7 separate regions of the Mus musculus genome follow, and all the other regions are linked to region 6. The links are chromatin contacts, called in public Hi-C and promoter capture Hi-C maps. All regions are on one chromosome and are shown on one strand. The core of a region is the stretch at or near the end of the contact, and the rest is flanking DNA. Distances in the headings are between cores, read along the strand shown. Region 1 holds the start of Trim28 (tripartite motif-containing 28). Region 2 holds the start of Selenow (selenoprotein W). Region 3 holds the start of Zfp446 (zinc finger protein 446). Region 4 holds the start of Rps5 (ribosomal protein S5). Region 5 holds the start of Zswim9 (zinc finger SWIM-type containing 9). Region 6 holds the start of Zfp444 (zinc finger protein 444). Region 7 holds the start of Mzf1 (myeloid zinc finger 1).

Evidence for each region. Promoter capture Hi-C pulls out the DNA fragments that hold promoters and counts their contacts. Hi-C and Micro-C count contacts between places; a contact is called where the count stands out from the background.
Region 1: a promoter capture Hi-C map of pre-B cells shows a contact between it and region 6. The contact joins the promoter of Trim28 here to the promoter of Zfp444 in region 6. A contact is called at or near these places in 3 of 39 promoter capture datasets (cranial neural crest, frontonasal cranial neural crest and pre-B cells) and 4 of 484 Hi-C or Micro-C datasets (CD4 T cells, the G1E-ER4 cell line, cortical neurons and 1 more).
Region 2: a contact with region 6 is called in a promoter capture Hi-C map of frontonasal cranial neural crest. The contact joins the promoter of Selenow here to the promoter of Zfp444 in region 6. A contact is called at or near these places in 2 of 39 promoter capture datasets (cranial neural crest and frontonasal cranial neural crest) and 1 of 484 Hi-C or Micro-C datasets (rod photoreceptor).
Region 3: a promoter capture Hi-C map of pre-B cells shows a contact between it and region 6. The contact joins the promoter of Zfp446 here to the promoter of Zfp444 in region 6. A contact is called at or near these places in 3 of 39 promoter capture datasets (cranial neural crest, frontonasal cranial neural crest and pre-B cells) and 1 of 484 Hi-C or Micro-C datasets (B cells).
Region 4: a contact with region 6 is called in a promoter capture Hi-C map of pre-B cells. The contact joins the promoter of Rps5 here to the promoter of Zfp444 in region 6. A contact is called at or near these places in 6 of 39 promoter capture datasets (cranial neural crest, embryonic stem cells, frontonasal cranial neural crest and 3 more).
Region 5: a Hi-C map of B cells shows a contact between it and region 6, with 6 read pairs. The contact joins the promoter of Zswim9 here to the promoter of Zfp444 in region 6. A contact is called at or near these places in 1 of 39 promoter capture datasets (cranial neural crest) and 1 of 484 Hi-C or Micro-C datasets (B cells).
Region 7: a promoter capture Hi-C map of pre-B cells shows a contact between it and region 6, with 4 times the contacts expected there. The contact joins the promoter of Mzf1 here to the promoter of Zfp444 in region 6. A contact is called at or near these places in 4 of 39 promoter capture datasets (cranial neural crest, hippocampal neurons, maxillary cranial neural crest and 1 more) and 1 of 484 Hi-C or Micro-C datasets (CD4 T cells).

What each region holds. Positions count from the first base shown.
Region 1 is chr7:13,021,604-13,025,816 of GRCm38.p6, reverse strand. Trim28 (tripartite motif-containing 28) reads right to left here and starts at 1,665. Exons shown (of 17, transcript NM_011588.3): 1 at 756-1,665; 2 at 401-513; 3 at 41-173. The coding sequence starts at 1,098. It overlaps Gm31649, which reads left to right and starts at 1,228. Exons shown (of 1, transcript XM_006540453.4): 1 at 1,228-2,109. The coding sequence starts at 1,272. The coding sequence ends at 1,817.
Region 2 is chr7:15,920,102-15,924,035 of GRCm38.p6, reverse strand. It overlaps Selenow (selenoprotein W), which reads left to right and starts at 1,665. Exons shown (of 6, transcript NM_009156.2): 1 at 1,665-1,784; 2 at 3,563-3,587; 3 at 3,678-3,731; 4 at 3,919-3,934. The coding sequence starts at 1,756.
Region 3 is chr7:12,975,596-12,979,593 of GRCm38.p6, reverse strand. It overlaps Zfp446 (zinc finger protein 446), which reads right to left and starts at 1,746. Exons shown (of 6, transcript NM_175558.4): 1 at 1,482-1,746; 2 at 216-596; 3 at 1-143. The coding sequence starts at 1,742.
Region 4 is chr7:12,921,037-12,925,204 of GRCm38.p6, reverse strand. It overlaps Rps5 (ribosomal protein S5), which reads right to left and starts at 2,894. Exons shown (of 6, transcript NM_009095.2): 1 at 2,817-2,894; 2 at 2,124-2,232. The coding sequence starts at 2,231.
Region 5 is chr7:13,276,730-13,280,726 of GRCm38.p6, reverse strand. Zswim9 (zinc finger SWIM-type containing 9) reads left to right here and starts at 2,006. Exons shown (of 5, transcript NM_177312.4): 1 at 2,006-2,083; 2 at 3,299-3,581. The coding sequence starts at 3,307. Lig1 (ligase I, DNA, ATP-dependent) reads right to left here and starts at 1,901. Exons shown (of 29, transcript NM_010715.3): 1 at 1,768-1,901; 2 at 506-579. The coding sequence starts at 522.
Region 6 is chr7:6,170,519-6,174,651 of GRCm38.p6, reverse strand. Zfp444 (zinc finger protein 444) reads right to left here and starts at 2,139. Exons shown (of 4, transcript NM_028316.3): 1 at 2,078-2,139.
Region 7 is chr7:13,053,162-13,057,021 of GRCm38.p6, reverse strand. It overlaps Mzf1 (myeloid zinc finger 1), which reads left to right and starts at 2,258. Exons shown (of 6, transcript NM_145819.2): 1 at 2,258-2,541; 2 at 3,841-3,860.

The sequences.
Region 1 (4,213 bases), core at 416-2,915, 6.9 Mb before region 6:
AAGACAGAGGCAGTTCCAACAGCCTACAAATCCAACATACCTGTGGAGCGCACAGTGTGGTCCTTGGTGTATTTCACCCGCTGGTGAGCCTCCACACAGGTCTCACAAAGTGGTTCAGAGCACTCCACACAATAGCTAGTGGCTGGGGCATTATCTTCACAGCTAGTGCAGCACTGTGAGTGATAGAAAGGTGGGGGGTTAGAACAGGCAGACCTAACCCAGCAGACCTGTATTTACTTGCCAGTAAACACAAGCTAAAATTCATACAATGCACTCAAATCTGTGCCGCCCTCCCAGACACTGAGACCGCATAAGGATACAATCCAAACTAGTGAAGATGGTGAGAGGCTCTGGAAAAGGTCACGCTTCCCTCTTCCCCAAGATTTCCCACAGGACATACCTGGTTAGCATCCTGGGAATCAGAAGAGGCCTTACTGCCACTATCACGCATAAAATAATTCTCCACGATGTCTTTGGAGTAGCACTGCTGTTTGCACACTGGACAATCCACCACTGCCAAGATAAAAATGGGAATGCATGCACACCCTCTGATTTCTTGACATCTCCCATCACATTCTGCACCTCGGTGTCCAGACCTGGTAACGGGCATTGGCAGAGGCCAGGACCCGTTCCCCGCCCCCTCTTAAACCAGCAGGCCTACTTAACCCTACCCGGGCCCCCATACTCTCGCACAGGCGCAGTCCCGAGCACGGGCTGCGAGGAGGGGGAGGGGCACCTGGCCACCCAGTACTCACTAGCGCCGTCGCCCGCCGAGCCGCCATCCCCCGAATTATTCGCTGCGGCGGGTGTAGCGGGGCCCAGGCAGGCACTGCAGGCCGAATGTAGACAGGGCAGCAGCCGAGGATCCCGCTCGGGCCGCAGGCGCTCGCGACACACGCCGCAGTGCTCCAGAAGCTCCTGCGCCTCGCCACCGCCCCCCGCAGGGGACGACGCGGCTGCAGAGGCCGCCGCGGCTGAGGAAGCAGCCGGACGCTTCTCACCGCCCGCCGAGCCCTCGCCCGACCCTGGGCTACCAGAGGCCGCCGAGGCGGCCGTCGCGGCCGAGGCCGCTGCAGTCGCTGCCGCCGAGGCCGCCATTCACACGCCGCCGGGGGGGTGGGGGGGCCGCCCAGGGGAGGAGGGGCACGGAGCCCGCTGCGCAGGCGCAAGTGCGCTCGCCGCCAACGGCCAGGCAGCCGCCGATGCCGCGAGGCCGAGCGCCGCCACGCGTCTCCTGGGCCGACGCCCGCCGCGCCCCAGGCGCTGTCGAGATGCGGCCAAGCCGCTGGCTGCGGGCCTCTGTACAGACGACGGCGCCGCCACCAGCGCCGCCTCCTCCCTCGCTTCTGAGACACTCGCGCCGCAAGACTTGCGAACAACCGCCTGACCGCGCGCCGCTCGCAGAAAGAGCCGCGGCCTGGAGGCGGGACAGAAATATCTGGCGCCGACGACGCCGCGCACGCGCGTTGGGCACCGCAGCCTGGGGGCGGGGCGCAGATTACGCACGCGCCAGGGCCCTCCCTTCCACTCGCTGCCGCCCCTCTAGATCCAGAGTAGCAATGCTGCTGGTGAGGAATTCACCCGCAGAGTGCGTGCTTGACGTCTCCCATGCCCACCGCACGGTGCACCCAGGCTGGCAACCCGCGTGCTTGAGCGCGCAGGTCCTGCAGAGCCGAACCTTAGGCCCCGCCTCCTCAGCAGGCGTGGCGACGTCTGCAGCGGCAGCCTGGCCTATAGTCGGGGAAGAGGGGCGGGACAATACAGGGTGGGCGGGGCCACGGCAGAGCAAAGCGCCGGAGCCCAGGTGGAGGGGGTGAGGGGGTCTTTGCCAGGAAGTTCCCGCCGAACGTGGAGGCGGTCTTAACCCAAACTTTCTTATTGTTAAACTCGGGAAGCAGAAAGTTGTCCAAGTCAAACCGCAGATCACAGAGAGATACTGCGAAGCCATTCTGTAAAACTCTGCCCAGTCCTTCGAAAGCCCCTTCTGTGTTAGTCCTCTGCTATACTGATTTTAGTGTGATTTCTTTTTTCTTTTTTTTTGTGTGTGTGTTAGGAGAACTGAACATTTAACGCTAAGGAATTAAAGTTGGATCTGATTGATAAATCTTATCTGAGGGAGAAATAAGACCTGGGGAGGAATCTTGACTGAGGAGCTGGACCTAGGTTGAAGAATCTGATCTAAGGTAGAGGATAGCAGGATCAAGTGCGGCTAAGCGTTTCATCTCAGAAGCAGGATCAATGTGAAAAGGCAACCTGTCCCCCTTCCCAAACACTGCCGTGCTGAGAGTGGATGCCTCTGCAGCCTTGCAGTGCACTGGCAATCCGTTCGCCAGTCTGGATCTGGGCTACAGTGAGTTGTTGCCCGCAAGCAGTTCCAAGGCTCTCAACGGCAAGAGGCTACCCCTTCCGCGCGGAACCAGGTGTTCACCCACGTGGCAGCGGAGAGACGAGGAGTATCCCGCCACTGTCCCGGGTGTGGCCTTTGTTCCCAATCAGGCTGGGGGCCCAAGGCTTTGCCCCGCCCCAGCCTTTGTTCCTTCCTCGGCAGTTCAGCGCTCACCCTTCGGCGGGCCACGCCCCCACCAGACCCAGCCTCTGGACTCTCACTTCCTACCTCAAGAAAGGAGGGTATGATCTGGAAGCTGGCAAAGCAAGCACGGGGTTGGGGGGCGGGGGGAGTGCGGGCTCCCCGTAGAAATATTTGCGGAGTATTTTCACGGACTGCTGGGACTGGACTCACCAGGATAGGGTGCCTGTGAACCACGCCTACCTCAACCCCGGGAGCAGACTTTAGGGTACCAGAGACACAAGGGCAAAGTAAATAAGTGATGGGGCCTGGGAATTTGAATGGGTGGCAGACCGCTTGCTTGCCTAGGCTGTACGAAGCTGTATCCCCACCACACCAGAACCACGGCAAGGGGTGGGAAAGAGCGGTGATGGAGGCCTGTGAGACGGCTCAGGAACACTTGCCACCAAGCCTGACCACATGAGTTTAATCACCAAGACCCCAAAGTACAAGGAAAGAACCAACTCCCTCAGATTGTCCTGACTTCATGCTCAGTCTGAGGCACGTGTGCGCATTCACTACACATGCGATTTAATTTTTTGTTGTTTTTGTTTTGTTTTCAAGGCAGTTTCTTTGTGTAACATCCGTGGCTGTCCGGGAATTCGTTCTGTAGCGTTCTGTAGACTCAGCTAGCCAACTCACAGAGATTCACCTGCCTCTGCCTCCTGAGGGCTGGATTAAATGCTCACACCACCATGCCTGGTGAATTTTTTAAAAATAAAATAATAATTATAGGTATTGGTAGAAGTAACTATCCAGACACTGTCCCCAAACAGGAAAGAAAATTTAGACAGAAGCGAGCTAAGACTCTGAGGTAGGACAGACAGATGCGGTATAATGCAGGTGCTTGTAGAAGAGTATGAGTCCAAGTATAGCCTGTGCTACATAGTGAAGTCAAACTGGATACATACTCCACCACATCAACCAATATAGTAAAATAATAATAATAGTAATATACTATCAGAAAAGGGTTGGAGAGATGGCTTAGAGTCTAGGAGCACTTGCTGCTCTTGCAGAGAGCACTGTTTTGTCCCAGCATTTTTACATGGTAGCAAGCAAACAACCATAACTCCATAGTTCCAGGAGATCTGACATCTTCTTTTGACCTATGTGCACCAAGTACACATGTTGCTAGCATTCCTTCTAGGCTCTGCCCTACAGTTACCTGGCAACAGTCAGGTATGCCTGGTTACTATAAAAGGGGCTGCTTGCCCCTCCTCACTCTCTTATTCTCTCTGACTCCCTTCTCTCCCTGACCCCTTTCTCCCTCTCTCCTCTTCCCCATTGCCCCCCTTTCTCCATGTGTCTTCCTCCTCCTCTTCTTTCTCTTCTTCCTTTTCTCTCCTCTCTCTCTCTCTCTCTCTCTCTCACTCTCTCTCTCCCCCCCACCTTCCCTACTCCCCTTCCCATGCCCTAAATGAACTCTATTCCATGCTATACACATCATATAACTGCTACATCGGGGGAAGGGATGCCTCAGCATGGGCCTGCCGATGCACACCTCCCACCTCACCATACCTCAATCTCTCTCTCTCTCTCTCTCTCTCTCTCTCTCTCTCTCTCTCTCTCTCCCACCCCACCTTCCCTACTCCCCTTCCCATGCCCTAAATGAACTCTATTCCATGCTATACACATCATATAACTGCT
Region 2 (3,934 bases), core at 416-2,915, 9.7 Mb before region 6:
GGACTGTGGAACATTTATTCTTGACCCTTGACTCAGTCTCTGTTCCTGGTTCTTCCAGACTGACTCTTTATTCCTTTTCAGACTGTGGTCACAGGTCCTCCGTCTCGAGACAGAGAGGCTGCGACACTGAATTTAGCCTGTTGGAGATGCCCAACGAGGACACAGAAGGTTCCTGGTTATCTTCACTGAGTTCTCCCCACCACACACAGCAGATTCTGGCTCTCATTCTTTCCAGGAGTCCAAGTGCATGAACAAGCATCCTTTTAGGGAAATACAGTTTTCTTACTGCTTTTAGGCCTCTGAATCCTCAGTTGCCAACGCACTCCTATGAAGTCAAATGGGGAGTGAATGATTCAAATTTCATTTTTCTGTGGGTAGAATCACAGCCCATCATCTGTGTGCAGGGTAGGGTACTGATGGGGAACCAGAGGGCTAGGTGGGAAAATTTCCTTATTTGGTCCCTAGTTAACCATTGGCGGGGATAGCCGGTTGAAGTCAATTAAAGAAGTCAGGTGACAGATAAACATCTCTGCTGGTGAGCCATCCTTGGTGGTGGTGGTGGTGGTGGTGGGAAAGTAGAGAGAGGGGAGGGAGGGGGTGGGCATGCCATTGCCGTTTGTTCATAGGGTGTGGAGGATAAGAAACTAGAGAGCAAAAAAATTCTGTGGGAATGACTATCTCCTGTTATCTGTCCAGCTTTCAAGGAGGAGAAAGTGAGGCTCAGGAATCCTAAACTCAAATATTTTGTCCACTTTTACCTTTTTCTCCCCCTTGAGACGGTCTCTCATGTCTGTCCTGGAACGCTCTACGTAGGCTAGACTGGCTTCGAACCCACAGAGATTTCTTGACTGCTGGCATTAAAGGCAACGCCTGGATTTTTTGTTTCGAGACAACTGCTCATGTAGCCCAGACTAGCGTCAAACTCCCTGTGTAGCAAGGATAACCTTGAACTCAGTCCTTCAGTTTCTTCTTCCCAAATGCTGGGATTACAGGCTTGTACCACAGCCCCCAGATAACAGTGTGCTAGGGACCCAAACTAGGGCTTTATACATGGTAGGCAAGTTCTCTACCAACTGCGCTACAGTCCAAGCCCCATTCCAGGACTTTCTATATATCCTTCTGCTGGAAGGCAGCTGGAAGGGAGCGGGAAGGCGCAAAAAGAGGGGTTGCATGGTTTTGGGGGTGCGCAGGGGGTCTGTCGGTGGTGAGACAGCTGGACCTAAAGCGCACACTGGGACTCCTAGTTTCAGTTTTCCAGACCTAAGGTTCATTTAGTCTGGTCCAGTTAGCGCTGGGGAGGAGGGATCCATCCCAATTGCCTGTCTCCCAATGCGTCGATTTCCCTGCCCTGCCCCTCTCAGCCACTCTGTAACTGAACTTCAGTCTCAACCAATTCTCTGCCTCGAGCCACCGCCCTGAGGACTGAACCATTATGGCATAGAGAAGGGACGGCGAGGGGCTCTCAGGTTACTGGTCCCAGAGACGCTGTCTATGGAGACAACCCCAGATATCAAGAGAACCCCAGATATCAAGATATCATGGAGTCTTGCGTTGAGGTTCGCGCCCCTGGCCACAGACCCCGCCGTGCTCCGGAACCTCGGTCCTCCCGTAGCTCTGCCCACTCTCCACCCCCGCACTTGGTTTGCTCTGACTCGTGAGGCAGTCGGCTGTGCGCACGGCCCCACGCTCAGAGCTTGAGGTCCTTGTTGCTTGTGGGTCGGGTCCTCGTGTTGTGCGGGGATGCGACGTGCAGCTATGGCGCTCGCCGTTCGAGTCGTGTATTGGTAAGTCCGGGTGACTGCAGTTCCCCCTTTTCCTGCTCCCGGCTCGTTGTGCCCTTTCTCTGCTCCCCAACCTTTGTGCCAGGAGACCCTCTCCCACCCTTTTCTTTGCCCCTCCCCCTATCTACCAGGGTCTGGTAACCGAGTACGATGACTGTATTTCAGACCCAAAGGGAGGGATTTCCAAGCGGGTGGGATGGAGGTAACAGAGACTTGAGCCCGATCCCTGGCATCTGACATCTGAGTGACATCTCACCAGTGAAAATGGAAACTGATACTTGGGGCCACTTTGAACACGTGACTCAGCGCTGAGGGGAGGGGAAGGGTAGCATCGGGTTTCTCTGGGGACCTTTCCTTCCCGACAGGCTGTTTCCCTTCCCCCTCACTGAGCGGCATGAGTTAGAGAATACAAGGTGTGGTGTAGTTGGGGGTTTACTCATAAGCGCTGTTGGGAGGTCTGGGGATGTCCCGTACCTGGATTGTAGTGTGAGTTAACAGTGGTCGCACCTCCCAGTGTGTACATGAAAAGGGCGAACTGAGTCACGGAGTGGTGGTGTTGATGCACACTTTTAATCCCAGCATTCGGAAGTAGAGGCAGGTAGATAGTTCCAGGCCAGCTAAGCTGCTTGTTAGAGGCAACCGGGGTGATGTAGTAAGACCCTGTGCCCCGAAAAGAAAAAGTAATATAGGATAGATTGTAGGGTGAGGGTGTAGCTCAGTGGTAGAGTGTTTGCATGAGATGCACCAGATCCTGGGTTCGGTTCCCAGCAATACAAATAACAAAACAAAAAACTCTTACTGGTTTCTGATCAGTGAGTGCCGGTGCTGTTAACCCCAGTTCTTTTCTGGCCTCAGTTTCCCCTTCTGTAGTGTGAAGGAGGTGATGATGTTGGTTAGTTACCTGCCAGCGCTATTAATTGTGCCCCTGCTAGAGGCAGGCGTAGAAAGACCAGCCATTTTCTCTTGATGACTTTTTCCTCCATCTGCATCTGATAATCAGCTGGCTTGCAGTAAGTGATTGAAAAGTGCTTGCTGAATGGATTCTGCACCCCTGAAGTCCATTGAGGGGCTCTCCAGCCATTCTGTCTCCATCTTACAGGGGAGGAAACTGAGGCTGGAAATGAGGCAGGGCCAGCCTGAGGTCCTACTACCGATAACCCTGTAACTTGAATCTGGGGTCCGTGGTCCACCTAGCTGGGTGTGGCCTCCTCCCTCCCAACCCCCTTGAGGGGTCTGATCAGGCCCTAGTTATCAGGATGTCTTTCAACAGCCTGCTTTGATAAATTGAGGCTCCCATGAGGCCACTGCACCAGATTCCAGGCCCAAAATGGCCTGAGGTAGGGGACATGGGGTTGGGGAGCTTATGTTTTGTACTGGGTGCTGGAGAGAGCTTGGATTCCTGAGTGACAGCCAGGCGGGGGAGGGAGTGGGTGGGTGAGATTCTACTGAGGCAGCATTTGTCCTAATTTACTTCCCTGCTTCCCTCCCCATTGGCATCTCTATGTGGAACCTGTGATCTCTTTGCCATCCCGCCTCTCCATCTTGGCTCTTTTGTTTGGGGTGGGCTTTCTATGTATCTTCGCACTGTCGCACACATCTCTCTGTGTGATGAGCACATCTTCCCCTCTTTTGAGGGTCTTTGTTACCTCTGCGTTCTCATCTGGATCTCTGTCTCTCTTTACCTTCATCGCACTGCTATTGCCTGCCTCCCTTGGGTACCTGTCCTGCCTTGGATCCATGCTGTCTTGGTGGGCTGCGACAACCCTGGATTCACCTGACAGTGGAGCTTGAGGCTATAAGCCCAAGGTGAGTGAAGTAGGTCAGGGTGGGTAGGGTAGGGGGGTTTGCTGGGCCTGGCTGTGATAACCCCACCCCCACCCTGTACCCTGTCTCCAGTACCTCCAGCTCAAGGAGAAGCTAGAACATGAGTTCCCCGGATGCCTGGACATTGTGAGTCTTAGAATGGGCATAGGATCATGACGTGCCTTGTTTGTCCCTTGGGACTGGGAGGCAGTGGGAATGGGTTAGGCCAATCCTCTCTATCCTTTTGCCCTATGTTCTTCACTCCCTGGGATGTGATGGAGAAAGTATCCCAGAGAGGTCATCTTAGCCCCGTCTTAATGCCTTATTTTCTCAGTGTGGCGAGGGGACTC
Region 3 (3,998 bases), core at 497-2,996, 6.8 Mb before region 6:
GTAGATCGATCTATCCCGGCCTTCAGCGGTGCCTCCGCAAGGCCTGCCTTGGAGGACTCCGTTGCTGCTGAGATGTGGTGACTCCCTGAGGACTCCTTCTGGACTAGAGGAAGCATCTTTGGCTTCAGGATGTGGGCTGTGATCTGAAGAGAATCATGTCACAGGGGCTCTCCCTTCGATCTGTCCTTCTAAGAAGCTAATGTCATTTCACTCACCCAGCCCAGCAGCTGCCCAGGATCATGCTGCAGCCCCTCAACAAGAACTGCGGCCTCCTCGGGGCTTCCTGGTCGCTGCCCTCGAACCCAGGCCTGGATCTCAGGGGGCAACACACCCAGGAACTGTTCCAAAATCAGCAACTCTATTATGTGTTCTTTGGAGGATGACTCAGGCTGTAGCCACTGGTGACACAACTCTCGAAGCTGGGCCAGTGCCTCTCGGGGTCCCTCAACCTCCTCATAGCAGAAACCCCGGAAACGGAGTCGTGCAGCCTCAGGCTCCTCAAGGGTGGTCCTGGAGTCTCTGAGGGATAGGTGTGGGGTACCCCGAGGAGATGGCATTCTTGTTTTGAAGGGTCTTTTTGGAGGTGACAGAGGGACCTACAGAAAAGGAAGAATGTCATCTAAGGTCAGAAGACACACACCAGACCCCTCCTAGAAGCCGGAAAAGAGAACCCTGAGGCCAGGAGAACTTCAAAGAAGGTCATGGGAGGTGCAGCCCCACAGCAGTTGAGCAGCTGTATTTTGTTTTGAAGATAAATGACTGGGTGGAATGTCCAGGGACCTTCTAGAAAACTGCAAATGACGGGCTCAAACATTTGGGTACAACACAGGGCTCCTGGGAGATGAAAGTGGCTCATCCAGTAGACAAAGGGTCAAGCAGGACACGGAGGGAAGGGGGGTGGGACCATCATCCTGGGTGACCTGGAGCCCTGAGGCTTCAGACAGGAGGCAGACCACTGTGCTAGCTGAAGAGTTGGCTCTGAGACACAGGTACAAGACCTGGGGCAGAGCTGAAAGCCTGGGTGCATTCTCAGGAGCTTATTATGGGTTGGGAGGCACAGCTCGCTGATCGCAGCTGAATTGTGGATGCCTCATACTGCCTCAGCTTACTACGCATGTGAAACCCTGAAACAAAAGCCAAAATCAAACAGCCCCGTTTTGTGTGGAGTTGTAAACTGGAACCTGTGTCCCAGCTCTTAAGATTCTGGTTTTAAATCGGCTCTCTTGGGACATCCGTCCTGCTCTGGAGAAACTCAAGAGTTGGGGTGTCAGGCTCTGACACAGGAAAGGGGTGGGTCCGACGGCTGGGAGGTGCTCTCGGTGATCCGAGGAGCCGGATTATGAAGCTGCGCCCGCCCAGCTAGGAGTGAGCTCACCTCTGACGCGTGGGAGAGCCCCAGGAGGTTGGGGCACTTCCAGGAAGTGACACCGAGCACGTCCCACTGCCACTCAGAGAACGCCCCGCCTCGCGCGTTGCCCTACCAGCCCGGCCAATCCTGCATCTGCTCCGCCGGATCGGCCCCCTTCGCTCGGACTACGTCTCCCGTGAGCCTCAGCAAGAACGACAGCACGCTTCCAAGGCCTCTCACGCGCGAGACTCTTCGCTCCTCTCCTTGGGGTCGCGTTGCTGCAGAGTTCCGGGGGGGGTTCCCACTCCTGACTTGGCAGCCGTTCTTCTCTTGCAACCGCAGCCGTAGGACTCACGTAGGACGGAGCCGACTGTGGGTTAGCCTCCTTACGCATGTGCGCAACGGACCTGGTTTCTATTGGCCAGAGAGGCATCCTGACCAATCAGAGCTAGCGCTCCCGGAAGGACTCTCGCTCCTTGTGTCTCCTAGGTAACAGCTAGCGCACAACTTAGGGCCTCTTGCTGTTCTCTGAGTTAAGCTGTAAGGGTCCCCCTGCCTCGGAGAAGGCCTAGGTGGAGGCTCCTTGGCCTCTTGAGTCCAGACTGTTCTAGACAATCCCGTTGGGAATCCAGGTGAAAGGCGGTGGTGGGCGAGAAAAACTCAGTATGGCCTCCATCGGATCTCCGTTAAGCTCCCTGGATATTGTGGAGACAGTAGGCCTACAGGTGAACAAGTGCTCAGAGGAGGTAACCATGTAATTACCAACCCTCACTAATAGTCTTCAGATAACATTACTGAAAATAAGGACGGAGGTTTCTGATTAAAATTACGAGGTATACTCAACCCTTACTTAGGAGGATGTAGTTAGACAAGATGACTTATATTTATTTTTTTTCTCCCAATGGGCAGTTGATGGCATTTTGTTTGTTTGTGGGGGAATGGGGCCTTTAAAGAATAAAAGTCCTTGGCTGTCCTGGAACTCACTCTGTAGACCCTACTAGCTAGCCTGGAGCTCACTCAATAGTTCTGCCAGTCTTTCTCCCATTCGCTGAGATTAAAGGCATGGGCCCCCATATCCGACAGTTAGAGGCTTTTTAGCTTAATTGCAGATGGGCTTAGTTTTATTTCCACATATCAAGTGGCTGGACTGTGATATAAACCATTCAATCCTGAACTCGATCTGCCTACTTGGGTTTCTTCTGCTACCCAGGAACCTTCTCCTTGGCAGCTACTGTAGAGAGCAGCGGTTCTCTACATCCAAAACTCCTGAGCAGTTCTGTCGGTAGAATTTGTCTTTTACAGATTCTCTGGACACAACTCTCACCACCTACCTATTGAGGAGAAGCGCTAAGGGGGCCTAAGGGGGTTCCCAGAAAGCTCTCTTGGAAACACCTTTGTTCTAGTGCTCACCTCCCTGCTAGGCTGGTTTCTAAGCCTTCTATGTGCCACAGGATAGACCTGGTTGAGTCTTGTGATGGTATACATCTTACCCCTGGGCTTGACATGACCATTACCATCTTTATTTCTCCCTTGTTCAGGCCATTAAATCTAAGACCACATATTTAATAGGTAAACTATCATTGAGCTAGCCCCAACTCAGTCCTTAATTATAATGGTTATATTAGGTTGGCCAATGTAACCATGAAACATTTTATCTTTTGAGGCAGGATCTAAGTTCCCCCAGGTTAGCCTCTCAGCTGTCTTAAAGTAGAGGGCCTGTGGTGACCTACTGACCTAGCTCTTAGGGTAACAAAATAAAATTTATAACAGATAGCTAGGTCTATGGTACTGGGGTGTTCAAGTTTCCTCTTGGATTGGGGAGACATTTTGGTCACCAGTCGTTCTTGCCTAACTGTGTGTGATCTTTTTTTTTTTTTTAAATATTTATTTATTATATGTAACTATACTGTTACTGTCTTCAGACACTCCAGAAGAGGGCATCAGATTTCATTTCAGATGGTTGTTAGCCACCATGTGGTTGCTGGGATTTGAACTCAGGACCTTTGGAAGAGCAGTCAGTGTTCTTAACCACTGAGCCATCTCTCCAGCCCATGTGTGATCTTAGAAATGATAAATTTTAAGGTAAAAAGTTGATTAGGGCACTCAGGAGGCAGAGGCAGGCAGATTTCTGAGTTTGAGGCTAGCCTGGTCTACAGAGTGAGTTCCAGGACAGCCAGGGCTACACAGAGAAACCCTGTCTCGAAAAACAAAACAAAACAAACAAAAAAAAGTTAATTAGGTTTGAGATTCTTCAGTCACCCATCTTCTTGTAAATGTTCCAGCTCTGGGGAGGAAGGGGAGAAGCCTTCCCCAGTGGCAGTGTTACAGCTCTGAAAGGAAAGGTATCCTGGAAGTTGGGAGCCAGGAAATACCACAAAGTCACAATATACAACAAACCTCAGACAAGAGATTTATTGGGAGGGAAAAACTCAGAAGGTGGTTGTATTTCAGGTGAGAAGCAGCAGAGAACTGAGCAGAAAACAGAATATATATATATATATATATATATATATATATATATATATTTCTCATTTATTTTATGTATATGTGTTCACTGTAGCTGTCTTCAGCCACACCAGAAAAGGGCATTGGATCCTATTACAGGTGATTGTGAGCCACCATGTGGTTGCTGGGAATTGAACTCAGGACC
Region 4 (4,168 bases), core at 1,645-4,144, 6.7 Mb before region 6:
GCTGCCCGCAGTGTGCACACTTCTACATCCTAACACTTGGGAGACAGGATCTCTAGCAGTTTAAGATCAGCCTGGTCTACAGTGAATTTCAGAACAGCCAGGGGTGCACAGTGAGATCTTGCCTCAGGGGCAAGGGGAGAGAGAACACTTCCTGTAATATGCAAACAAGGGACCAGAATTCAGTTTTTACAAGTATTAAGTAACTGCACTTTGAGTCAGGCGGTAATGGTACACACCTTTAATCTCAGCACCTGGGAGGCAGAAGCAGGAGCACTTCTGTGAGTTTAAGGCCAGCCTGTTCCACAGTTACAGGACAACCAACACTACAGAGAAACCCTGTCTGGGGCTTGGGGGGCCGCAGAGATGGCTCAGAGTTTTGACTGCTCTTCCAAAGAACTCAACTTCTATTCCAAGAACCCCCACGGCAACTCACAACTGTCTGTAACTTCAGCAGATTTGACAACCTCACAGACAGAACATCACTACACATAAAAATAACTACATTATTTTAAAAAAATGTTACTATGGATATATTTTGTTTGTTTGTTTTTTCAAGACAGGGTTTCTCTGTGTAGTCCTGGCTGTCCTGGAACTCACTCTGTAGACCAGGCTGGCCTCGAACTCAGAAATCCTCCTGCCTCTGCCTCCCAAGTGCTGGGATTAAAGGCGTGCGCCACCACACCCGGCTCAGTATGGATATTTTTTAAAGAGTCTCCCATGTAGCCCTGGAATTCACTATGTAGTACAGTGTGGTCCTATACTTAGAGATCTGCCAGAGTGCTGGGCTTAAATGCACACACCATTGATTCAAGATGCTAAGGACACTTGGGACTCCTCAAAGAAGGGAGGGCTGTCCTGTGTAGTTTAAGGACACTTGGCAGCACACCAGCACTTGACAGATTATTCTGGACCACCTGTGAGACAAAACCACATTTATTAACCTACCTGTTGCCTAAGAAGTTCGAAGTGTGTACACACTGTGTCTCAGTAACAATGTGTGTTGGCCTAGCATGTGAAAAAGCCCTGGCTCTAATCGCTAACACAAAAAGGATTGCAGACCTCCCCAAATAAACTCACAAAGTAAACTAAACACTCACTAGACAAGACTGAAAATCTTTTAGATTAATGCCTAGGTCCTGCTGTTTCTTTTTCCCTTCTATTTTGGGCATGTACGCAAGTCAGGGGACAATTTGCAGCTGTCAGTTCTATTCTTCTACCTTGGATTCAAAGGATTAAACTTATATTGTCAGGCTTTGTGGTAACTGTCTTTATAGGCTGAACCACCTTACAAGCTCATTCTGTGGTATCTTTACAGACAGTAGACATACTTTAATTCCTTTGAACAAAATAGACAACTGGGCCGAAAGATATAGCTGAGTTGGTAGGGTGCTTGCTTTGTAAAAAGCCCTGGGTTCAATGTCAAGTAGTGGGATAAACTTGGAATGGTGATATATACCTTCAATCCCAGCACTCGGGACAGAATGCAGATATTAGCTTTTTCCACTAGACAGGGTTTCAGGCCAGTCTCAGCTATATGAGATTACCTCAAAATGGGTTATGAGGGCAAAGCAAATAGCTCCCATACTAACTTAGCCATAACAGTACCCATAGCCAACTGACATTTTTCAGGGGAGGGCAGCAGGGAACATTCATAGCACCAACTGGTCTCATACTCAAATTCCTCTTGCTGTAGGCTGATAGCAGCTTACCAACTGCTTTTGACAAGGGTGCCAACATGGTTCAGTTGACTAAAGCCATCTTTTCAATTGATACCCACTAACTGAATATACAAACGAAAGGGGACATCAAGTCAGGTGTAGTGGCACATGGGAGACAGAGGCAAGATCTCAAAGAGCTCCAGGCAGCCAGCAAGGGCTACACAGCAAGACCCTGACTCTGTCTCAAGAGACACACGATTAGAAAAATACGGGATAAAAACCACACTCTAACATCTTTTAGTGCCAGTTTGTATTAGGCGTGGGTGTAGCTGTCCAGTTATTGCTCTTCTACCTGTCTTGTACATCCACTGGTTGTTTTATGCCCTTTTCTGAACTAGAAGCTCATCCACACCTGGTCTCAATTAAAAAAATCATCACAAAGAACAATCATTAAGTTCCTTTTACCTGCAGAGAAATATCGTTGATCTGCACGTCATCAGTGCTCCATTTCCCAAAGAGCTTGATGTCAGGGGTCTCTGCCACCGCTGGTGTGGCTGCTTCCCACTCAGTCATCCTGGGGACAGGAGAATGGCAAGAAACCGTTACTGCCTAGACATGCTGGAGCAGTCACTCTGACCCCAAACTCTTCAGACGAACTCTCACTTTGTGGCAAACTGGGACATGAAGGGGAGACCCAGAAAGCTTTGAACAGCTCTCCAAACCCAGGAAAACCACTCAGGATTCTAAAGTAACTCGGCAGTCACCCCGCTAATCAGCTGGTACATGGACCACAGTATGATGGTTCATGAAGCCGTATACTCATCAGCTCCCATCAGATTTCCGTTGTGCACTTAGAACGTGTACTGAGCAAAAGAGTCATCACAAAACTAAGCAAACCTAGATTTATGTTTATGGTATATGACCCAAGTGATTTCCCTGGAGTCCCGTGTGTGCAAAGTATGAAGTCAAAACAGTGCAAACAAGAGGCGAAGACTAACTCGGCCCGTGCCGAGTTTCCCTAGGCACCCTTTTTCGCAGAGAAACGGTGAGATCCAAGCGGTCACGCCCAGGCTTCAGGTTCGGCCTCCGGCCCCCCAGATGTGCCTTAGAACACTCATGGTCACCTCTTCTGAACTCCGTGTCCCTCCGCAGCCTCACCTGAGGGCGCAGACTGGGCTTCTCAGTCGCTCGGCGTGGACCACGCGCCGCCCTGATACAGACAGGAAGAGGCCGCGCGCAGCGGACTAGCGCTTTTATGCAAAGCGAAAACTTCCGGGTCAGAGGTAGAGACGCACGCGCAGATGAAAACAGCGTGCTCACCAACCAATCAAGCGCTAGGATGAGAGGCGCCCTTTGAGCCGGGTAAAGCATGCGCACTTTTAGAAACAGCGCCACGCCCGTCTTCTGGCGGACCTCTGAAGTACTAGCTAGGCTTCTGAGTCGGCGCACATGCGCAGAAACTTTGGTGAGACCGACGCCGCCATATCTAAGTAGTGCTGACGTCCAGTCCACGCTCTCCGTAATTAGGCTGCAAAACCCAGGAACCATGGACGGTGGATTCTTAGCTAGGGCAACCAGCTCGGCTCACATTTTCTCACCAAAATAATGGAGTCGGGTCCTGTGGTTACCACCGATCCGGGTTCACAAGCACGGGCCCCACCCTCTCCCCTCCCGCAAGCCATGCTCGGCGGGTCCCAGGCTTCCGGTATGGGATCACTTCCTTTTTAATCACTCTGGCCACGCTTGTCTGGGCTTTTTTTCCTCAGGTTCAATCGCGGACAGTAGATTCCGACCGCCATTCGTGAACCTCCCCGGGGAGGGATACATAGAGGGGAGTCCTGGAGGGGTTGGCAGCCCGGGGATCTCCTAGGTGACTTACTTATCTGAGATCCCAGTGATTTGGTACTAATAAGGGAGAGACCTTGCCAGCAGGTTCACCCCCAGGGGTGGGTTTGTTTGTTTGTTTGTTTTGGAGACAGGGTTTCTCCTTGTAGCACCGGCTGTCCAGGAACTCGCTCTTTAGACCAGGCTGATTCATCTGCCTCTGCTCCTCCCAACTGCTGGGATGAAACATAAGGAGAGGAGGGAGGGGAGAGGAGAGAAGAGGAAAGAGGGAGGGAGGGAGGGAGGGAGGGAGAGAGAAGAGAAGAGAGAGAAGAGAGGAAAGGTGTCAGCAAACATAAGGAGAGGAGGGAGAGAAGAGGAAAGAGGGAGGGAGGGAGAGAGAAGAGAAGAGAGAGAAGAGAGGAAAGGTGTCAACAAACATAAGGAGAGAAGGGAGGGGAGAGGAGAGAAGAGGAAAGAGGGAGGGAGGGAGGGAGAGAGAAGAGAAGAGAGAAGAGAGGAAAGGTGTCAACAAACATAAGGAGAGAAGGGAAGGGAGAGGAGAGAAGAGGAAAGAGGGAGGGAGGGAGGGAGAGAGAAGAGAAGAGAGAAGAGAGGAAAGGTGTCAACAAACATAAGGAGAGAAGGGAAGGGAGAGGAGAGAAGAGGAAAGAGGGAGGGAGGGA
Region 5 (3,997 bases), core at 757-3,256, 7.1 Mb before region 6:
CAACTTCAGGTCTCCCTCAAGGTCTTCTCAGAAAAGGCAGCTATGAAGCAGAAAACCCAGGGTTTTAGAGAATGAATTATGTGGACACTCCCTCTTGCAAGGAAGAGGGATGGCAAGAATCAGGAAGCTCAAAACACTGAAGAGGCTCAGAAAGTTGTAAGACTCACTAGCCCCTCCCCAAGGTTTACATAAGTAGTTCAGCAATTGCTGAGGGTGAGGGGTCTCTTCAGTGGAATTGCCTGCAGGTTGAGCAGATAGCTCCAGGGATGCAACTTTCAGAAGTCATCACCCATGCTGAAGTGAGCTTAGGAGTGATGTAGTTGCCTCTGATGCATCAGCTTTCCTATAGGTAACACCATATAACTCAATTGTTTTACTAAGCTAAATTTTGGTGGAATCATTTCTTTGGCTTGTCATCAATGCCCTTATCTGGGGTGAATGTTAGCTCTCATTTTCCCAGGAAACATCACAACACAAAGTGCCTTGAGCATGGCAGGGGCCTTACATAATACTTCTCTGCATGTTGGCAGCAGAAGTCTCTCCTTTCCTCTCTTGCTCTTTTTTTCTCATCAGTTGTACCTGAAAAAGAAATCCAAAGACCAGCTAAGGATATTGGCTGTGCCAGAGACTAAGACTTGGGGGAAAGGGGAACACAACTCTTAAGGAAATAAAAGAACAAGTGTATTCAGGGACTGCCGAGACGGCTCAGTGGGTAAGAGTGCCTGCTGTTAAAAAGAGAGAGAGAACATGAGTTTGAATCTCCAGCACCCATGTTATAATAATAATAATAATAATAATGTCAGGCAGGCATGGTTGTACATGCCTGTAAACCCAGCATTATGGGATAGATACAGGTGGATCTATCTTAATGGTGACTGCTCTCCATAGAATGAGAAAATTTTACTGACATTTATTTTTTTTCACATTTTTATTCTTTGAGAGTTAAGTTTCGTTATCTGCCCCCTTCCCCTTTATATTACTGAAGATAGAACCCAGGCAGGGTCTGTTGCTGCTAGGAAAACACTGTACCACTAAGCTATATCTGAAGCCTTCCTTGGCTGCCAAATGCCAAAGGCCAGCTTCCCTTTCCAAATGTCCATCCTCACCCTGACAACTTCCCTCTGTCCTCCCTGTTCAAGTTTCTCTGCCTCTTCAACTCCATATACACTAAGCAACAAGACCTGACCCTCCCCTAAGTGTCTGCAGATCTCCAGTCTTATCCCATCCGTGCCCCTTCTGGCAGCCAAGCTCACCTTTTCCCTGGCTCCTGACACTCATCGCGCCAAGCTTCTCTAGTCTTCAAATCGGACCACTATCTGACCAATGACGTCACCTTGCTTTCATTACAAGCGTCCCATAACACCAAGCATCCCACACCGATTGATAGCAGGCGTCCAGGGTGAAACACCACACTCAAGCCTTCCTTTCCGGCCCCAGGCCGCCCCTCTTCTCTTGGCGCCACTAATTCTGATGGCCACGCCCACCGCCAGGCTTTCTCCCTAGTCACGCCCTTCCAAGCCGCCACCAGTCCTCCGCAGACACCAAAACTCCTGCGGCCTTGGTCAACCAGTCAATCAGTCAGCCAGTCAGCCAGTGGCTCTCCCTGTACACGGCTCCTTGCTGCCCTCTCTCCTGCGCCCTCGGTCGCCGCGACGTCCCCATTCCCGTTCCGCTGGCCGCACCCGGAACCTGCAAAGCTCACTGGCGACAAGCGCTCGGCACTCTCGCCGACCCCAGCCCCAAGCCCGTGCCCACGTCCCCACTTGCCTCTCCAAATCACTTTGCCGGACGCCGCCACACTCGCTCACTCGCTCGCTCGCTCGCTCAGAGACGCAAACCCGAAATCCCCAAATTCGCGCCACACAGATTTCGCGCGCACTTTGGCGGGAGGGGGCGGAGACGAGCAAGGGCGGGGGCCTGCGAGTAGCGCGTGCCGCAACTATCGCCCGGAGGCTGCTGGGAGTTGTAGTCTCTAGAGCGTGAGGCAGCCTAGAAATGGGACAGAGTGGGGAGAGGGAGGGGCGCTGTCCCGCACAGCATGCTGGGAAGCGGCCCCAAGCCTGTCCTCCCTGTGGATGAGCCGGTGAGCCTGCGAGGTCGTAAGGGTGACAGTCGGGGAGAAGAGAAGGGTTGGTGGAAAGCCACCTTGCCAGGCACTAGGGGAAGAAAGGCGGGATACCGCGCGGGGCATCCCGGGAGCAAGGGCCGGGCTGGGCTTGGGCGCGAGGCATTGTGGGAGGTGGACGCCGCTTTGGGTTGGGTAGGTGAGTTGAGGGGGAGGGGGCCGGAAGGGTGCACAGCTTTAGGAGTGGAGAAGCACCGCTATGTGGGATGGTCAGGCCGGGAGGAGCAGCGGAGAGACAGGTTGAGAGAGTCTCGAGAGGTGGGAACTGGATAAAAGGGGCTGTGCAAGGGACAAGAGGCTCAGCGGGACGTGGGGGCCCGGGGGAGCATTAGTAGTGAAGAAGCCCATCTGAGGACAAGGCGCCGTGTCCAAAACGAAGATACACATTGAGAATAGTAGCAATTTCTGGGAAGAGGGGACTGCAACTTGGCCCAGGAGGAGAATAAGTCTTAGGAGTATGGACCAAAGATGACTATTGGTGACACTTCTGAGTTGAATTTGCCACAAGTGGGCCACACCCCTGTAGGCGAATGATCCCTGACTGGACATGGGCAGCACATCTGGAGATAAGAGCATCTCTGGGAAGCAAAAAACACAGATCAAAGTAGCAGTTCAAGGCAGTCATATCTGAGGGGCAACAGCTGCACATTTGATACACCTAGGGAGAAGAAAGGTGTATGAGGATTATGACTGGGATGAGAGATTCATGCCTTAGCTATGAGAGTAGATATGAGTTACACTCAAATGTAGACTTGTGGGAAAGGGAGCTACAGATGAATGGGACTACTAGATATTATCACCAGGCATAGGACTCACATCTGGAAGAAGGAGAAATCTTAGCAAGAAGCTGGGAATACATTTGCAAAGATGCTCACAGCTGAGCTAAAGGCAAGATATGTAGAACTGATTCCATTTGTACCTAGAGGTCACATCTAAGGCAACTGGAACTAGGATTGAAATTGATTAAATGCCAACTGAATCTGGGAAGGCAACAGGTGAACCACAAAAATGGGATGGAGATTCCTATCTGGAAAGCAAACAATGAAACCACTTTGATTTGTCTGAGACGTACCTGAGGCAGCAGTAGCTGATAAGACAGTCTGATGATGAAATTGTGGTAACCCAGGTGGAGATGGGTCTGATGTCCAGCTCTTCTCCCCACTTCTACTCAAGGTCCCAGGATGGAGCTGACAGAGCCCTTACCGAGCGCAGCCGTGCAGAAGGAGGAACAGGAATTGTTGGATCGAACTTTCTTCTCTTGGGCTGAGTTCAGCCGCTTCTTCGACAAGTGGTGCCAGCAGCGACTGGTAGTCTTCTCGGTGAAGAGCTCCACACGTGTGGCACGAAGCCCCTGGGCCAACACGCCCCCACTCTACAGGCTTATCCACGTGCTCAAGTACAGCTACGTGCTGCTGGTGTGCAAGGATGTGCGCATGCCCAACAAGTCCACAGCGTGGTGCGTGAGCCTGAGCTGTGACCCTACAGGGGGAGGGGAGCAAGGGGTGAGCCAAACAGCTTCCAACCCACAGGTTTAATACCAGGGAGAGAAGCCCACTGATTCTGCCAAGTACAGAAAAGCCAGGCAGGACAGATTCAAGGAAGGATACTTACTGAGATGGAGTCTGAGCCAGGAAATAAATAAGACTCAATACAAAACAACCCAGACTTGATATACAGGGTTTAGTAGAGGCCATTGTAGAGAGTGAGAGGCATACTGAAACAAGCCAAAAGACAGGGGAGAATTGATTGTCCCCCAAATACCAGAGCCAGCTAGCGAAGTTGGTGGGCCAGGTCTTGCACATCTACAAAAAGCAGCCTGGAAGACTGAACTGTGAAGAAAGCCATAAGAAAGGAAGATATCTCCAGTCAGTG
Region 6 (4,133 bases), core at 890-3,389:
CCTTTTTTTTTTTTTTTAAAAGATTTATTTATTTATTTTATGTATATGAGTACACTGTTGCTGTCTTCAGATGCACCAGAAGAGGGCATCAGATCCCATTACAGATGGTTGTGAGCCACCATGTGGTTGTTGGGAATTGAACTCAGCACCTCTGGAAGAGCAGCCAGTGCTCTTAACCGCTGAGCCATCCCTCCAGCCCCTTTACCTTCCTTTTTAAAAGTCTCTTATGGAACCTAAAGCCTGCCTTTTCATCTGCGATGAGAAGCCAGTGAACACACACTGAGGTGCCCTTGTGCTGCTCAACCTTTACCCAGTTCTGATTGTCCTCAGCTTGTACTTTAGCCCATTGAGCCATCTCCCCAGCATCTGTTTTTGGTTTGTTTTCGTTTTACTTTTATTCTATTAAATGCGTAACTTTCAGTGTCCCCTTCTTCTACCTCTCTCTCCTACACTTCGACCCTGATGTTCATTCTCTCTGAATCCATCAATGGTCCTTCAAAAGGCCAGGAATCTGCACTGGGCACTCTGTGCCCTGAGCTGCACAACTCACCAAATATTTACTCAGAGGACAAGGGCTTCGGAATTGGAACCGATTCCAGCTGCGTACCAGCAATGTGTCCTCGGTCAAAGAACAACTGCTCCTTTCAAAGACTAATCTCCATCTCCTTGGCTGTAAAATGGGAGCAATAATCGAGGTTGGAAAGTCAAGTAAAATAAAGAGCAAAAAAGTACCCCAGAGCATGGCTGGAGAGGTGGCTCAGCAGTTAAGAGTACTGGTTGCTGCTTTTCCAGAGGACCTGGGTTCAATGCCCAGCACCCACATGGCAGCTCACAACTGAAACTCTAGAATCAGAGGATGCAGTAAACACATATGCAGGCAAAATATGGATGCACGTTAAAATAAAAATAAATCATTAAAAGAAAAAAAAAGTACCCAGAACACCACCTGGCAATAAACAAACCCCACCTATTGCATTTACTATCAACACACATTAACCCTCCAACTCCTTGTGAGTCATTTACGTAAAGCCACTGTGAAACAAGCGCCCAAGACTAAATTGTAAATTGGAATAGGTGTTAAAATAGCATATAAAAAGGAGTGAAGACTGGCAGTGGTGGCTCATGCCTTTAAGCCCTGCTCTTGGGAGGCAGAGGCAGGCGGATTTGAGTTCAAGGCCAGCCTGGTCTACAGAGTGAGTTCCAGGACAGCCAGGGTTATACAGAGAAACTCTGTCTTGAAAAACCAAAAAAAAAAAAAAAAAAAGTTAAGATGAGTATTTTTGTTTGTTTGTTTTTAAATTCAATTACTTTCACCGGTTTAAAGCTTGGCATGGCTCTCGAGTGTGATTAAGGCCAGCCTGGGCTACAGGAGACCATACCCAAAACACCATCATCAACAACAACAAAAACCCTGAACAAAACAAAAAAACTAGGCCAACGCTTGTAATCTGAGCACGTGAGAGGCTGAGCCAGGAGGATCAGAACCGAGAGATTTAAGTCCCTCTTATCCTGTTAAAACCTGTCTCCAAGCCCCTTCTGCACATTAATGAATTTCGCCTCTCGCGACAAGCTAATGAGGCGGATACGCTTGTAATGAAGAAATACTTATCCTCCAGAACCTCAACTCGACAGAAGTGCGTGTGAACGTGTGACCAGCACACAGGACTAGCCACCTGCACCGGTCTACGCTGCTATGGCACGGTGCCCCTGGATAGACCCCTTCCCGCAATCCTTTTCGAAGAGGTTAGAGGTCCCGGCGCCCCAGGATTTCTCAGTGGGGTCCAACTTCCACTCCACTCTCAGTTTCCAACCATCCCAGGGCTCCCCCTCGAACATCCCAGCCCCCTCCCGCTGCCCAGCCTCCCCAGGCCTCCAACTCTCCCGCGTCTGCATCTCGCGTTCCTCCCGCTCCCCGGCCCGCCCCCAGAACCCCACCTCCAGCCTCCTATCATCCCCCTCCCCCAAGCCGCCCATCCCTCCCTTCCTCTCCCTCCTCCAGACCTGGGTACCCCTCCCCGTGGTCCGCCCGTTCCCCGTACACCGGACTCCCCAGCCCTTCCTTTTCCCTCTAGCTCACCTCACTCTCCTGGGCGAGGCCCCCCAAACAACCTCACCTTCCCGCACATGCGCACAAAGCTCATCGGGACTCCATGCCCCAGCAGGCTTTGCGCCAAATTCACCCGTACTTCCCCGCCCCCACGTCCCCTCACTCTCTACACTAGGAATCGCTAATTCTACCCAACACTTCCCACCTCTCCCAGCTGGAAACTACATCTCCCAAGAAACATCGCGACAAAGCGGCTTTCCATTAGCCCTACTGTGATGAGTCCTGTACGCTCGTGCGTCCCGAGCTAGCCAGAAAACTACATTTCTTAAAGTGTAAAGAAGAAAACCCGATTCCTATTGGCTCACACAGGCGCAAACAGAGCGCTTCTGATTTTGGACTACATTTCCCAGATTTCACGTGGATTTCCTTCCTCTACCATCCCTCACAAGACACCCCGCCGGCTGACTTCTGGCAAACGCGGACGGGTCGGGGAGGGATAAGAGGAATCTGTGGTTTCGTTGTCGTGGAAACCGGGGGAGGCAGCACACTTGGGAGACCCGCCTCCAGGACCTTTAAGCGCCTATAGAGGAGGTCGTGGAGGCTATGCCAGAGTTCTCCTCAGATCAGCAGTGGGAGATCCGTCTCCTTGACAACAGTTGCAGTATCGCCCTCCCGCTCCAGTACTAGGTTAAAGGAAGGTTGAGGCTGGTCAACGAAACCTGACCTCTGAGAATTAGTTCGCTCGTCCCATACTGTCAGTCCACTCTCTAGCCTCAGTTTCCCGTCTTGTGAATAGGAAGGAAAATATTACGTGTCAAACGGCGCTTGTGTAGCCCCCTACGGACACTGAAGCCTCAGTTTCCCTACCTCAGAAAAGGCAAGAAGGTTTTGAGTTTGCTCTTTGTAATATGTATGGGTGTTTCGCTGAGTCGGTGCACCATGTGCTCGCAGTACCCACGGAGGCCAGAAAGCGGCGTGGGATTCCCTTAGACCTGTATTACAGACGGTTGTGAGCCACATGTAGGTGCTAGAAGGACGTCTAGAATAGCTTGTGCTTCGTTGTTAACCTCTTTGTCATCTTTCCAGCCCTACCCCTACCTACTACCCCAACGCACCACATACACACGTACTCGCAGGAGCGCAAGAAGGTTATGAGACTTTCTGTTTACGTGATAGATGGCTCTTACAAGCTAGTGGGGCAGACAGAGACTCTCCCCTCCTCACTGGACTTCGAAAAAAGGTGACATTGGCACACAAAGGAAATCATGTGAAGCAGAGTTGTTATTGTCCTTACCAAATTCGTGGATGGACAATACCATTGCCCTAGTTTCTATTTACTCACTAGTTTACAGCTTAGAGACGGATCTATCCCCACAACAGCTAAACTTAATCCTGTCCCACCTCTCTGCCCTCTCTGTCCCTCATCTTGGTAAGTGTGCTAACCACACAAGCTGCTTTGCTATTTGAAGAGCGAGCCTGCAATACCACATTCTTTTCCTAGTGGTGCTTTTCACATACTAGTTGGATTCTTTTCGTATATGATTTAAAACTTTTTTAAGACGGAGTCTCTTGTAGCCCAGATTAGTCTCCAACTCACTGTCTGGCTAAGGATGATCCTCTGCCTCCGCCTCCAGAATGCCAGAATTTGAAGTGTGAACTACCATGCCCAGCTTTATTTTCACGTTTATCTATATTGGCTTTTTTTTTTTTTACTACATATTTATTGTGATTTAGTGTGTGTGTGTGTGGGGGGGGTATGAGTGTGTATGCGTGTCACAGTTTGTTACATGGAGGACAGTGTGTGTGTGGGGGGGGGTATGAGTGTGTATGCGTGTCACAGTTTGTTACGTGGAGGACAGTGTGTGTGTGGGGGGGGTATGAGTGTGTATGTGTGTCACAGTTTGTTACGTGGAGGACAGTGTGTGGGGGGGGGTATGAGTGTGTATGCGTGTCACAGTTTGTTACGTGGAGGACAGAGGGCTGCTTTCAGGAGTTGGTTCTCTTTCCCCAGGCAGAGACGGGATTGAAAGCAGGATACCAGGCTTGGCTGCGGGTGCCTTTACTCACTGAGCGATCTCAGTGGCCC
Region 7 (3,860 bases), core at 1,009-3,508, 6.9 Mb before region 6:
TGCTGAGAAAAGACACAGATAATAAGTGGAGCCAGCACGAGAAAGAGACCACCTGAGCTACAAACAGCAGGCCCTCGGGGCTGCCCAGGAGCCACTGAAGCGCAATCAAACCACTGCAGCTTGCTGGACCTGATGCTACAAGATTTATTGTTTTTATAATGGGGCTCCAGCTTCAGGCTGGTTCACTGCTCAGTGCTTTCTCTTATTTCTCCCTTTTCCGGTGTTAACAGTCACCACCCAACAACTGGGAGGTAAAGGCAAAAGGGTCTGGTGTTCAAGCTCAATAGCTATACAGTGAGCTAGAGGCCTACCTAGGCTACTCCAGACATTACCAAAAACAAAAGACTGGGCACAGTGGCCATAGCACAGGTCCTTGGAAGGAAGAGCAGGGTGATCTTTAAGTATGAGGGTACTCTGTTTACATAGAGTTCCAGGATATCATAGTGAAATCTTGTCTAAAATAAATTATTTTTAGATTAGAACCACAACTCTCAAGGATGTGTCAAAAACTTATGTGTTGCAGGATATCACACTGTAAACCCCAAGGTTGTGTTATTTATTGGGGTTAAAAAAAAAACTGTTTTTAGTTGTGGTGTGGTTCCGCCATAGCACACACCTTTAATCCAAGAGCTTTCTGCTTGAGTATTGTAAACAGGATTAAATAAAGTCAACCATAGGTCAAGAAGCAGAACAAGAAGCCAGTTGACAGAGACTGAACATAGACATATTAAGAAACACACACATACACACGCACATGCACACGCACATGCACACGCACGTGCGAGAGAGAGAGAGAGAGAGAGAGAGAGAGAGAGAGAGAGAGAGAGAGAAAGGGAACCCAGAGGACAGATAGACATTCAGAAAGTAGAAGTGGGGGAGGACATTCAATGTGAAGGTTTCTTGGGACAGAGAGAGAGATTTGCGGTGGAACTTCAGCTGAGAAAGAAGGTCACCTGGGTGCTTTTTCTACCTCTCTGAGCTAGGTTTTCACCCCAGCATCTGGCTTCCACTACCTCAAGGAAAACAGAAAGGTAGCAAAAGGTAGTTTCAGGAAGATGCAACAAATGAATCTAAATGAATCTGAAATAAAACAAAAGGTTAGGTGTAGGGATAAAGAGATATTTAGCTACCTTCCAGGTGATGGCTGGGCAGAACTCATTTGCAACCTGTCAGCTTCTTTTTTTGTTTGTTTGTTTGTTTTGTTTTGTTTTGTTTTCCAAGACAGGATTTCTCTGTATAGCCCTGGCTGTCCTGGAACTCACTCTGTAGACCAGGCTGGCCTCGAACTCAGAAATCCGCCTTCCTCTGCCTCTCAAGTGCTGGGATTAAAGGTGTGCGCCACCACGCCCGGCTACCTGTCAGCTTCTTGTAAGTCAATTTCTACCAGAATAGTGTTACGACTTCAATCACAGATTTAAAAAATGGGGGAGGAGAGGTAATGTTTAAGTAGTCAGGTGTCGCAATATTGTTTGGTAAATGATGCTAGGAAACTAGAGGACTGGTCCCCGTCCTCTTTCTGGTGTGTTGTCATTTTTTGTGTGAGTTTTCTCTGAAAATGTTTCCCCCACACGCACATCTAATTTTTTGTTGCCATCCCTCAGTCTTTGAAACCTATCAGTCCGTTTTACCGTATCTCTATTAACATCTTTACTATATCTCTAATTTCTCCCCACTTACCTTTGTACTCTGGGTTGGCCCCTAGAGTTTCGATGTCTCACTTTCCTAATCCCAATCCCTTTCTGCTTCTCTCTTCTTCCTAAATTTTCTGACATGACTCAGGTTCTAACTCTGATTCTAATGACTAACCCTCCCCCCTTTTCATTCATACCTATGTGTGTTCACTTATATTCAGTCTCTCCTAGCATCCAGTCTCCCCCTCACAATTTTCCCACCCCTCTCATCCTCTCCCCCGACTCTGTATGGGGCTATCTCTGCCTTCCTGTATAGACATCTCGTTGGGTATTTGTGTCCCTGTCCCTTCCCCTTGGCTTCGCCACAGATCCTGACCTTTCTTAAACCAAGTAGTGCGGTCGTTACCTAGGATACCACCAGGTTTGGTCCCTTAGTTACCATGGAGTCCCGCTCACTCCTACCCACCGCGCAGAAATACAAAAGAGATCCGGTGGTGCTGCGTTTGCGCACCCACACAGCACCCTCCAAACTACGACTCCCAGAAAGCATTTTGCTAAGCCTTTCTTTCAGTGGTTCCGCAGGTAGCCCAGCGGACGCTCTTTTTCGAACCCGTCGTTGCCATGGAGACGGGGAGACGGCGTCCTAGTGAGAGCGGTGATTGGTGCAGAACCCTGCAAATCCCTGGAAGGCCGGTAGAGAACTGACATTTAAAAAAAAAAAAAAAAAAAAAAAGTGGTGGGGGCATGCGCAGTCTGGAAGGTGGTGCTTGAATCCGTTGCCCCCCGAGAGGATTGTGCACGTCGTCGGGGCCCTGACGCCTGAATTCGTGGCCGGGAGTGTGGGAAGAGACGTCCAGGAGTGCGAGCTGATTATTGCAACCAGCGCAATCCCCTAGGGACGGGAAGAAGGGTAGAAACGGAGGCTGGGGTGGGGGAAGGGCAGAAGGGCTTGGAGCTGCGCGCAAAGCAGTCTGGGATATGTAGTTTGATATGGAGCAAGCGAACGAGAGTGCGCATGTTCACGAGGGCACAGCCTCCCTCGGAGCATTGAAGGAAGGCTGGGAGTCCCTTCACCTCAAGGCCTAGGGAGGAGTCTGGGTAGAGTGGACTCTGGGATTCCAGCTGTCTAGCTAGACCCGGAGCGCCGGTAGGGGGTCCAGGAACTCCCAGCAAACCGGCCCTGTGCTGACGCGCTACCGCGCTGATCGCCACAGGTGCCACGGCGACCGGACACATTGGCACCCTAAAGCGAGGATGCTCACTTAGACTTCTGGGAAATGTATTTCCGGAACCTCTTCTTGCTTTATGGCTGTTCCAAGTTTCTCTCAGGGTTTCGAGTTGACTTAGCACCCTAAAGAGCAGAGGTGTAACCCACAGAAATCAAGCTGCCTCTAAGCTGATGCCACTGCAATAGTAAATTTAGATTTTCACAAAGTCCCAGTTGCAGAAAGTATCATGGGAGAAGTCAGTCCTTTTTACAAGTGAGGAAACTATAGCTGACATAGGCACAGCAAAAGTAGTACCCTTGCAGACTGTTGGTCTAATGAGTTGAGAGCCTTTAAGGGTACCCAGAAGTCCCAGTCACCTCCCAACCAACTAAACTAGAGAGCTGAAGACTTGTATCGCTGTTGGATGTGATGAGTTGGCTTCTGGTATTGGAGATATATGGAAACCTGTTGGCCTGAGAGAAGCTGAGATGGGGGATTGGGTGGAGTAGGGCTGTCCCCTTGATACCACATTGGGAAAGGAATGTTGGGGCCTGAGAGAGAGGCCAAGTCCAAGACTGGGTAGAAAACATTAAGGGACTTGTTTGTTCCACCGCAAAAGGCTGTCCACAGGGACTCTTATTGGGAGTCCAGGAGGAGGCAGCAGTGGTACTGATGTCTGGGTGCAAGTAGAGATGCAGCTATAGAAAAGAATAGGATGTAGGGAAGAGAAATGTTTCTAAGCTTAAGCAACAGCCTGTATTTAGAACAGAGTAAGCTACCAGACACTATATAGGCCCGGCGGAAATGAGGTCTACAAAGCACATGGCTCATATAGAGTTCCCACGGATCTCTGGGGTGTGGCTGGCCTGTCAGTGCCTGTTCCCTCGGGTGTCCTCTTCATGGCGAAGGTCTCGGATGAAAGGACACAGCATGGCACTCAGTCAGCATTCGCTGCCCCTGGCTGTCCTTATTACACATGCCTTGTACTATTCCTTCCCTAGGGACAGACACTGGCCTCAAA